Linked DNA regions of Danio rerio: region 2 is linked to region 1. A link is a contact called in public Hi-C data. All regions are on one chromosome and are shown on one strand. The core of a region is the stretch at or near the end of the contact, and the rest is flanking DNA. Distances in the headings are between cores, read along the strand shown.

Region 1 (5,976 bases), core at 2,095-4,594:
GGAATTCTACACATAGGTTTCTATCAGGGTACACACAACAGCACTTCCGACAGCCGGCGACTTGAAGCGCCGTTGTGTATATCCTGATAGAAACCTATGTGTAGAATTCTAAAATGCATGTCGATTCGTGGTGCGACGCCGAGCGGGGCTTCTGGTGTGCGACCTGCATGCAAGTTTACACTGGGTACACACAACAACGCTTGAAATCGGCGGCTGTCCGCAGCGCACAGCCACGATTCGGGACCCCTCATATTTCTGCCGCGCCACAGAGCACCATCTGAATAGTTTTAATTTTAAATGACATGTTAATGTGTGTGTCTGGTGTGCCGTGTGCGGCTCTGAGCTGCGCATCCGGTACCTCAGTCAAAGTTAATCCAGTGTGCGTGGTTATCTCGGTGTACAAGCTCGGAACTTCAAACTAGCAAACAGTTGGATGTAAAACTATACAAAGACACAAATGATTTTGTACTCTCTGCTTGGTCTGTGTCCGAGGCGTACATGTACGGCTGAATGCTGGACCTCTCACTCACGCTGCTTCTCTCTGTCTGCCTGTCTGTTGCTTCTTGGTTCCGCCCTCTTGTTACGTTGGGCGGGCAGTTGAAACTAATTTTCAGGTAAAACAACACACCCCTAAAAAGCTGTGTACATGCCCCCAACATGACACTTTTTAACACGTTATAATAATAAATAACTGAACTGAACCTAAACTGGCACACACAGAAGAACCATAATATTAATATTTAATCTAAAAAAGGGGTAAACTATGTGCCCTTTAAGCAGACAGTGTACTAATACTCAAATGAGAATAAATTGGCATGTAGTTGCAATGTCAACAAAATGTGCAATAGGGACCATCAAAATGAAGTCTTATGGAATAATTGAATGAAAAAAAGTGTCATTGTTTACTCACCCTTATGTTGGTGCAGCTAGGGGTCTTCTGTGAAACACAAACTTGAGGAAGCGGATGATGATTGAAAGAGTCCAGCTCTAAAAATTAAAAAAATGAATGGCTCAAATCTGAAATCATTGAGAGATTTGTTAATACTCTGAGGGATTTAACCATCCAACCAACACAAACAACACAAATAAAAATATATTCACTGAGATTTTTCACTAGTATAAAAAGCATTATTCATTAACTTTCCTTCGGCTAATTCTCTATTTCAAGCATATATTTTATGCAGCGTATGTGCTTCCAAATGCAACCCAGTACTGGGAAACACCAATACACTCTCACATTGACACACATACACTACGGTCAATTTAATTTATTCAGTTCACCTATAGCACATGTCTTTGAACTGTGGAGGAAACCGGAGCACCCGGAGGAAACCAACACAAACACGGGCAGAACATGCAAATGCCACAAAGAAATACCAAATGGCCCAGCTGGAACTCAGAACAGCGACCTTTTTCCTGTGAGGCGACAGTGCTCACCAATGTGCGAGCATGTCGCCCTTGATATATTTAGCACATTTGAAATTATAATAGTTGAAGTTTAATATTTACATATGTGTTTTTTACTGTTTTGAGTTGGAAAAACTGCATATTATAACAATGTTTAAGAACTGGAGTAAAAATGCTGAAAATTTATCTTTGAATTAAAGAAATAATGACACTTTTACAATTATTGAAACAGTTTTTTTTAATGTAATAATATTTCACAACATCTAATATTTTAATCTTCTATATTTTCAAACAAATAAAAGCAGTGTTGATGAGCAAATGAGTCTAAAGTTCAGGGTTTAAAATAATAATTTACATAAAAATTTAGATTTACTTAAATTTCTGAAATTATTAATTCATTTTTTTTCTTTTTGGCATAGTCCTTTTATTAATCATGGGTCGCCACAGCGGAATGAACCTCCAACTTATCCAGCATATGTTCTATGCAGACAATGCAAACTCTTGCCTTCACACACATACGCTACGGACAATTTAGCTTATTCAATTTACCTATAGTACATGTCTTTGGACTGTGGGGGGAACCAGTAAACCCAGAGGAAACTCACGCCAACATTGAGAGAACATGCAAACTCCACACAGAAATGCCAACTGACCCAGCCGGGACTCAAACCAGCGACCTTCTTGCAGTGAGAGGACAGTGTTACCTACTGAGTCACCGTGTCGCCCTTAATTTATTTAGCATATTTGTAATCATAATTAAATATATTTAAATATACATTTTTTTTTTATTTTGACTTTTTTGTTGTTTTTGAGTGGAAAAACTGCATATTACAGCCATGCTTGAAGGTAGACTGGAATAAAAATGCTAAAAAATCATCTTTAAATTAAAGAAATAGACACTTTTACAAATATTAAAAAAGAAATTGTTATTTTTTCTCTAATATTTTATTCTTCTATATTTTCAAATAAATAAAAGCAGCTTTGATGAGCAAAAGAGTCTAAAAATCAGGGTTTTGAATAGTAATTAACATTAAAAAAATTTTAATTGACATTATTTAAATTTATTTACATTTACATTCTAAAAATTTTAATTACTTTCACACCCAAAATAAAAATGCACTAACCCTCTTTTTTCTACTGAACACTAAAGAAGACATTTTGAAAAATGTTGGAAATTCCCGCATGGAAATCTGATATATGGCCACATATGAACATATACATACTTGTAATTTTAATAGTAAATTATATATATATATATATATATATATATATATATATATATATATATATATATATATATATATATATATATATATATGCATACATACATACATACATTTATATACAACCAGTCAAGCCCGAAATTATTAAAACCCCTTGCAAAATCTTAGACAAAAAAAAAAACAAATTCAATAATTCAATAACTCTGACTTCAACTGTACAAATGGCCATGCTTGCAATATTTTAAAATTTAGATCGCATGTATAGACATATATTTTAATATATGTAAATCCAAACATTACCTTATATGTTAAATATGTGATTTGCATATATTGCCATATATCTACATGGGTTGGTTGCCGCTGACATACAAAGTATGTACTATGAAGTCGAGGTACTTGTGGTAAAGCAAATGACTTAATTTTCAATTTTGTAATGATCTGTTCGTTTATTTGTGGAAAAGACTAATAAACACTCGTTTTGTCCTTTTTCTTCAGTCTCACCAAATACAGAACTGCAGAGGATTTAATTGTCAAGTGAGAGTTCATTTTTGAGCGAACAATATCTTTGAGAGCCATGGACTACAGCAAGTTTTCCCAGCAAATGGTGAGCATGTCACCCCCCGCAGTACACAAACAGTGTGTCAGACGGAGGAACGGTGCAGACGACTATTCCACAGAGACGCCGCTCCCTATAGGAGCTTTTTCAGACGACCATTTGGTGCTCCCATCTCTAACCTATTGACCCTCAACCTAGAGAGGTCAGCGGTGTCAGGGAGCCCAGATCCAGCACAAGCCTGTAAATCAAATGCTGGCGGGAACGACGCACCATCCCGAATCCCAGCCAGGCCTGGCACCATCACTCTCCTGGCTCTGACGCACTACCAGACCCTTTCCCAGTGAACCACGCCACCCTGGCAGACATCATGACCCTCATCGGGATACATCAGCTCTGGGACGGCCTGTACCAGTGAGCAGGTCCATCCTTATAGATTGGTATCAGTATCGGATTGATCATTTAAAGTTCTGTGTATCTACACTACTGTACATTGTTCCCGTTTCATTCAAGTGAAGACTTTTCACATATCATCTGTAAAATTTCATTGCAGCTGTGAATGTCAGAATTTTACTATAAAAAATATGCTGTAAACCATTAGAAAAATTTGTACATCTTATTTATATATATATATATATATATATATATATATATATATATATATATATATATATATATATATATATATATATATATATATATATATATATATATATATATATATATATATATATAATTTTATTTTACAGTAAACTACCATAATTTATTCATGTACAGTATACTATCCGAAAGCATTTTTTTTTCCAAAGTAAAAAAACACAGACAATTGTCAATTAGGTAGAGTTGAAACCAGAAGTTTACATACACTCTAAAAAAGGAACATAACCATTTTTTAAAATGTCTGATGGTAAATCATACTAGACATTTACTATTTTAGGTCTGTTAGGATTACCTAACAGACCTAATTTGCTAAATGCCAGAATAATGAGAAAAAAAATTGAGAATTTTTTAATTATTTCTAGACAGTCAAACTTTACATTCATTTCCTTGGTTTTTTTTTTAGCTTTGCTTTTTAACTGTGTAACTTTGGTCAAATGTTTTGGGTATCCTTCCACAAGCTTCTCACAATAGTTTGAAGGAATTTTGGCCCATTCCTCCTCACAGAATTGGTGTAACTGTGTCAGATTTGTAGGCTGTCTTGCTCGCACAAGCTTTTTCTACTCTGCCCACAAATTTTCTATAGGATTGAGATCAGGGCTTTGTGATGGCCACTCCAAAACATTCACTCTGTTGTCCTTAAAGCACATTTTAACTAATTTGGCAGTATGCTTAGGGTCATGGTCCGTTTTGAAGACTCATTTGTGGCCAAGTTTTAATTTCCTGGCTGGCTTGAGATGTTGCTTCTACATAATTCTAATACATTGAGATGTATTTCTACATAATCTTCTTACTTCATGATACCATATGCTGTGAAGAGGACCAGTCCCTCCTGCAGCAAAACAGCCTCACAACATGATGCTGCCGCCCCCATACTTCACAGTTGGGATGGTGTTCCTAGGCTTGTAAGCTTTCCCCTTTGTCCTCCAAATGTAACACTGGTCATTATGGCCAAACAGTTTAATCTTAGTTCCATCAGACCACAGGACATGTCTCCAACAATTATTCTTTTCCCAGTGTAATTTAGCAAACTGTAATCTGGCTTTTTTTCTTGATTCTGGCTTGTTGATTTCCACATGTTGTCACAGAAGGAAGCAGTGTGTTTGAGGTTTTCCTTAAATACTATTCTACAGTTGTGCCTCCAATTAACTCAAATGTTGGCAATTAGCCAATCAGAATCTTCCAAAACCTTGACATCATCATCTGAGCTTTTTCAGAGGCAGAATAATCTTATTGTATGTAAACTTGACTTTCAAGAAAAGTTATAAATTTCTCAACAAATATCTCTCTCGTTATTGTGCTATTAAGCATAGCAGAAACAAATGTGATAATACTAACTTACCTAAAAGAGAAAAGTTTATTCACATTAACATCTGACCTTCTTTTAATGGTTATGTCCATTTTTTATACAGTATATTTAAACTTCTGGTTTCAACTGTACATTTCTGTCAAGTTAAAAGATGGCTGAGTGAAGTATTGGGAACCTATACACTAAAAAGAATATGGAAATAAAGTCAGAATTAGTTGTTTCAAATACAATTTTTTTTAAGTTATACAACATTTAACCTAATGTTTTTACTCAGTTTGACTGATGTAAGTTAAGATGACTATAAAAGATCTGCTGATTCATCTAAATTTACACCAGCAAGATTTATTTTTAAAATAAACAATGAAAAGAATAAAGAGTCGCGATGTAATGTACGCTACGCCAGAGTTTATTTAGCAAATGCATTTCTATCTCCCCTTGTTGGCACTATAACCCTGTTTCACACAAGTCCAAAACCACCTCAAGCAAGCGGAAAACTTTTTTCTTCTTCTTCCTTTTTCGAATAAGGCATTTTTATTGTAATTTTGGCATTTCCATCACTCATTTCTCATGTGATAGTTCAAAATGAGCATTAACCCTTTAAGGTGCACACCTTGAAAGTATTGAATAATACACTGACGCAACTAAATAGTAATAGCAATTAAAATAATGATAACCTATGTTAAATGGTCAACCAGATGTTTATAATGCCTCTTAATGGGTTAGCACAGGGTGATGAAAACCCAGCTTATAACTAAGCTAACAGTATGGATCCTTTAGGTACACAAGTGTATTCTGTAAAAAATATTTAATCATGCTTCAACTTATTT
Region 2 (5,976 bases), core at 1,970-4,469, 160 kb before region 1:
AAAAAAGGAGAAAGGGCTGAGAAAGGAAGAAGAGGAGCGAGGAGAAATGGAGGGGTTGAATGATGTTATGAACTGAACGAGGGGAATTTGGGAGTTTAGAGATACTGTATATGCGGGATGAGGAGATCTACAGTAACTTTTACAGTGTCATGTCAACTCATTTTGCTTTAAAGTGGCCACGCAAAACTGTTTAAACAGTACTTGTGATATTTGATATGACCACATTACAGTTAAACAGTAAATTTACTGTTTTATTAACTAAAACAGACTACTTTGATCAGTAAATGTGTTTTAAAACCTTGTGGTTGACATTGTGATTATCCTCACTGTTTTAATGTATTCTGGGTTGTATTTTCGGTTCACTTGAGGACTTTTGATGATGGTTTTCATTTGTTCTGTGATGTGTTCTTATAAATTTACACCAAAAATACAAAAAATGTTTAATTGAGCATTATTGATGGCTCATTTAAAAAAAAGAAAAGAGGTAACTGTATGTGGCCTGTTTGTTATGTTAATTAAAAATAATAAAATATTTTCACCAAAAGACACTAAAAAACTCTGACAGCCTTATATTGAGAAAGGAAGAAGAGGAGCAAGGGGAATTTGGGAGCTTGGAGATAAAGTACAGTATATGTGGGATGAGGAGATCTACAGTAACGTTTACAGTGTTGAGTCAACTCATTGTGTTTTAAAATGGCAGCGCAAAACTGTTTGTAATTGCGATATTTGATGACAACATTACGTAAATTAAACCAATAATCAGACTATTTTGATTAGTAAATGTGTTTTTCAAAACGTCTGTATGACATTGACTGGGATTATTCTCACTGTCTTAATGTATTTAGAGATGGATTTTCTGTTTACTTTTCAATAAAAAAGAATAAGTCCTAAGTTACATAAATATTAAGTTAAGTAAACTTAACAGCTCTAAGTTAAAACAGAAATGCTTACATTTTTTTAACTTCTAATCAACTTGTCGTTTTTAAGGCAATGGTAATGGGTTTTTCCAGTGTACACTGCTAATGCTCGGTTCCATTCAATTCCTTCATGTTGTCCCAACACAAATCGTTTAAGTTAACTTCATTGTTTTTACAAATTTAAGTGGATTGAACGTAAAAAAATTGAAGTTGTCTGTCTCCAAAAAATTTAAGATTTGTGTTGTTTCAACTCATTTTAAATAAGTTGTTTGAACAAGCAGCAGAAGTCTAAAATGTTTAAGTAAATTAACTAAAATAAAAAACCTTAAAACTAAACATTTGTAAAATTAAAAAAATAAACTTTAACTTAAAAACAAACTTAAGCTAATTGTAATTTAGCTTTTTCTGTTTCTATTGATGGTTATTGGCGTTTTAAAATTTTTAAATAATAAAATAAAACTAAATATAAACCACAGTTTATGAAACGATTAAAACAAATAAACATTCATACTTGCATTAAATACATTTTAAGTGAAATAAATAACATAAAATCTTAGATTATTATACACTTTTAATTTCCAATGAAATATTTCCCATGTTCATTCAGAATAACTTGATGTTTTGAAAAGACTAAGATTAAAATTCTATTCAAGCAAACAAAAACTAACAAAAATGACAAAAACAAAACAATTACTAAAACTCAGTTAATATGAAAACTGAAAGTATAAAAATAAAATGAATTTAAACGAATAAAGAAACTACAATAGAACATCAATGATACTACACTGAAACACTATTAGTTGAAAAAGTGATTAAACTCACGGCCTCCAAACAATTAAGTAAATGAACTACGTGCGTAATTATAAACATTAAGTTAAGTGAACTTAACAGCTCTAAGTTAAAAGAAAAATTCTTATTTTTTTAAAGTAAAATCAACCTGTCATTTTTAAGGCAATGGGTTTACTCACTTATTTTAGTAATCGCTTTTTCCTGTGTACACTGTAAAAAATGCTGGGTTCCATACAATTCCTTCATGTTGTCCCAACACAAATCGTTTAAGTTAACTTTATTGTTTTTACAAATTTAAGTGGATTGAACATAAAATAAGGAAATTGTCTCCAAAAAATTCTAAGAATTGTGTTGTTTCAACTCATTTTAAATAAGTTGTTTGAATTAAATTTTAGTTCAGGGCAAGGCAGTGCAGCCTGGGTAGTGCTGTCGCCTCACAGCAAGAAGGTCGCTGGGTAGCTGGTTCAAACCTCGGCTCAGTTGGCGTTTCTGTGTGGAGTTTGCATGTTCTCCCTGCCTTCACATGGGTTTCCTCTGGGTGTTCCGGTTTCCCCCACAGTCCAAAGACATGCGGTACAGGTAAATTGGGTAGGCTAAATTGTCCGTAGTGTATGAGTGTGTGTGTGAATGTGTGTGTGTGTGTGTGGATGTTTCCCTGAGATGGGTTGCGGCTGGAAAGGCATCCGCTGCGTAAAAAAACTTGCTGGATAAGTTGGCGCTTCATTCCGCTGTGGCGACCCCGGATTAATAAAGGGACTAAGCCGACAAGAAAATGAATTAAATTTTAGTTAATTTAAATGAACTAAAATAAAAACCCTTAAAACTAAACATTTGTACAATTAAAAACAAATAAACTTTAACTTAAAAACAAACTTAAGCTAATTGTAATAATTAAGTTGGCCCCTTAAAAAACTTAATAATTGAGTTGTTTCAACTCATTTTAAATAAGTTGTTTAAACAAGCAGCAAACTTCATTTCTGTTAAGTGTAAAATAATGCTGAAATTAAGGAATGTTAAAATGTTTGGTGTCAGTGATATTTGTTTAAAAAAATACATGTTTATTTTCACTGATCAGACTTGCTTAAATTCCTCCTTAAACTAAACTTTTTAAAAAAAAATTCAGCTTCTGCAGATTTGTTTCTGCATATTCATCTCCTGCGTCCTCTATACTATGAGCTCAGCATTAAGTCAGACCCAGAGGAGCATCTAATCCTCCAATCTCTTCATGAGCATTAACCACTCTTTGAGGTTCCATTTGTGTGGCCTTTCCCTTTATCTAATATTCAGAGACGTGTCACTTTTAACCCCAGAAAAACCTCTGAAGCCGTTCTGAATGCATAATGCTCTCTCCTGGACAATTACGCTGTTTGCAGACAAGAGAGCGAGAAACTTGGCCAATAATTGAAAAGGCATTTTGCGGGGATGACGGCACACTTAAAAGAAGAGGAGCTCAAGTGCCCTCAAGATAAGACCTGTCACCTGAGTTCTTTGTCTCGAGGGCTGCCGGACATCTGGATGGGCTTTTAAGGTCAGTCATGGGACAGGAAGGCCCTTTAATCCCCGCAGCTGTAAAGTGAGGAGGATATTCCTTGGATTGCTGAACAGTAGCTGCTCACAGTCCTGTCCTGTCCAATCGCATCACGTCCAGGACTTGGAGTAGTTCACTCGAAATCAGTTACTCAGCCGAAGTCATTCCAGACCTGTGGGAGTTTCCTTCTTTCTTTTTTCAGTTTTTTTTTTGAGTTAATATAATTATTATTTTAGGAAAACACGGTCACTTCACAGTAAGAAGGTCGCTGGTTTGAACCTCGGCCGGGCCATTTGGTATTTCTGTGTGGAGTTTGGTTGTTCTCCCCTTGTGGGTTTCCTCCAGGTGTTCCAGTTTCCCCCACAGTCCAAAGACATGTGCTATAGGTAAATTGAATAATCTAAATTGGCCCTAGTGTATGTGAATGAGTGTGTATGGGTGTTTCCCAGTACTGAGTTGCAGCTGGAAGGACATCCGCTGTGTAAAACTGCTGGATAAGTTAGTGGTTAATTCTGCTGTGGCGACCCATGATGAATAAAGGCGAATCAAAATGAATGAATGAATTTACATTCTCAATAAAATGCTAATATCAAAATTAGAAATATTATTAGAAATATTAGAAAAAATATTGCTATTAATATTTTTAAAGTCAAATAATTAAAGTCAAAGTTATTTTATTCTTTTATTTTAGTTAATGACTCACTGAATCAAATAATCCGGTTTGAGCATGTCTAGTTAACGGGTTCACTGATTTAAATGATCTCATCAGACGGAGTCTCCAATGAATGATTCACTGATTCAAAATATCTAGTCCTAGACTGTGTTCTACTTTAGACACATAAACTCATTGATTCAAATGGTTAGATTGAGTTCCCTGGTTAACAACTGACTCTTTTGAATGATTTGGTCAGAGTGAGTCTCCAGTTAACAACTGGCTTTTCGAAATGATTTGGTCAGAGTGAGTCCCCAGTTAACAACTGACTCTTTCAATTCATCCGGTTAGAGTGAAGGCTGATTTATGCTTCTGCGTCAAGCTCATGCATATGCTCTGGCACAGCCTGCGCATGGACGCATAGCCTTCACCTAGTCATCGCCGATGCTGACGGCAGGCACCATCGTTCATGCCGATCACTCGACGCAGAAGTATAAATCAGGCTTTAGTCCCTAGTTAATAGGTCAGAGTGAGTCCCCATTTAACAACTGACTCTTTCAATTGATTCGGTCAAAAGTGAGTCCCCAGTTAACAACTGACTCTTTTAATTGATCCGGTCAGAGTGAGTCCCCAGTAAACAACTGACTCTTTCAATCGATTCGGTCAGAGTGAGTCCCCAGTTAACAACTGACTCTGTCAATTGATTCGGTCAAAGTGAGTCCTCAGTTAACAACAGACTCTGTCAATTGATTCGGTCAGAGTGAGTCCCCTGTTAACAACTGACTCTGTCAATTGATTCGGCCAGAGTGAGTCCCCAGTTAACTACTGACTCTGTCAATTGATTCGGTCAGACTGAGTCCCTAGTTAACAACTGACTCTGTCAATTGATTCGGTCAGAGTGAGTCCCCAGTTAACAACTGACTCTTTCAAATGATTCGGTCAGAGTGAATCCCCAGTTAACAACTGATTCTTTCAATTGATTCGGTCAGAGTGAATTCCCAGTTAACAACTGACTCTTCAACTGAATCGGTCAGAGTGAGTCCCCAGTTAACAACTGACTCTTTTATGTGATCCGGTCAGAGTGAGTCCCAAGTAAACAACTGACTCTTTCAATCGATTCGGTCAGAGTGAGTCCCCAGTTAACAACTGACTCTTTCAATTGATCCGGTCAGAGTGAGTCCCCAGTAAACAACTGACTCACTTAATCGATTCGGTCAGAGTGAGTTCCCAGTTAACAACTGACTCTTTCTATTGATCCGATCAGAGTGAGTCTCTAGTTAACAACTGACTTGATTGATCCAGTCAGAGTGAGTCCCCAGTCAACAACTGACTCTTTCAATTGATTCGGTCAGAGTGAGTCTTGCAGTTAACAACTGACTCTTTCAAAGGATTCGGTCAGAGTGAGTCTTGCAGTTAACAACTGACTCTTTCAATTGATTCAATCAGAGTGAGCGAATGCCCTTTCAGCCGCTACCAATCACTGGGAAACACCCATACACTCTCATCCACACTCATACACTACGGACAATTTAGCTTACCTAATTCACTTATAGCACATGTGTTTGGACTGTGGGGGAAACCGGAGCACCTGGAGGAAACCCACGCAATCACAGGGAGAACATGCAAACTCCACACAGAAATGCCAAGTGACCTAGCCGAGGCTCGAACCAGCAACCTTATTGCTGTGAGCAACAGCACTACCTACTGCGCCACCATGCCTCCTCACATTTTGTTTTTACAAACTTTTATACATGTTTTATACACTTTTTTTTTTTTTTCACTTATTTGCATACTTATTATCAGTAGTAGATATCAGTACATGACCTCTTTTATAGAAATAAAATATTTCCTTGCATAATAAAATTAGGAATATGTTTATCAATACGTTTTACTACTTAGATGCATAATAAAACAAGTATATTTTTAATCAAACTCGAGTCAGATCGAACAAACAAACCTTAACTAGAGTGATATTTTCTTAGGCTATCTGTACTTTGACTCAAGTGCTTGACTTGTTCTTGGTCCAGCACTGGAAGCGATATTAGAACAGAAGCGTTTGCACAGATGAACACTGGCTCTGTTCGACATGC

The links. Hi-C and Micro-C count contacts between places; a contact is called where the count stands out from the background.
Region 2: a Hi-C map of embryo shows a contact between it and region 1, with 4 times the contacts expected there. The contact joins two enhancer-like sites. A contact is called at or near these places in 4 of 18 Hi-C or Micro-C datasets (embryo, fibroblasts and an unstated tissue).

Annotation. Positions count from the first base shown.
Region 1 is chr16:50,688,044-50,694,019 of GRCz12tu, reverse strand. It overlaps a transcript of bola1 not described here. Among named protein-coding and RNA genes, the nearest start is that of bola1, 16 kb to the right of the region's middle. Within about 2 kb of position 3,344, at least 14 of the 62 cell types and tissues checked have an H3K27ac peak or open chromatin away from gene starts, as enhancers often do.
Region 2 is chr16:50,852,029-50,858,004 of GRCz12tu, reverse strand. All of the region lies in intron 6 of LOC101886607, which reads left to right. Among named protein-coding and RNA genes, the nearest start is that of rpz, 18 kb to the left of the region's middle. Within about 2 kb of position 3,219, at least 5 of the 62 cell types and tissues checked have an H3K27ac peak or open chromatin away from gene starts, as enhancers often do.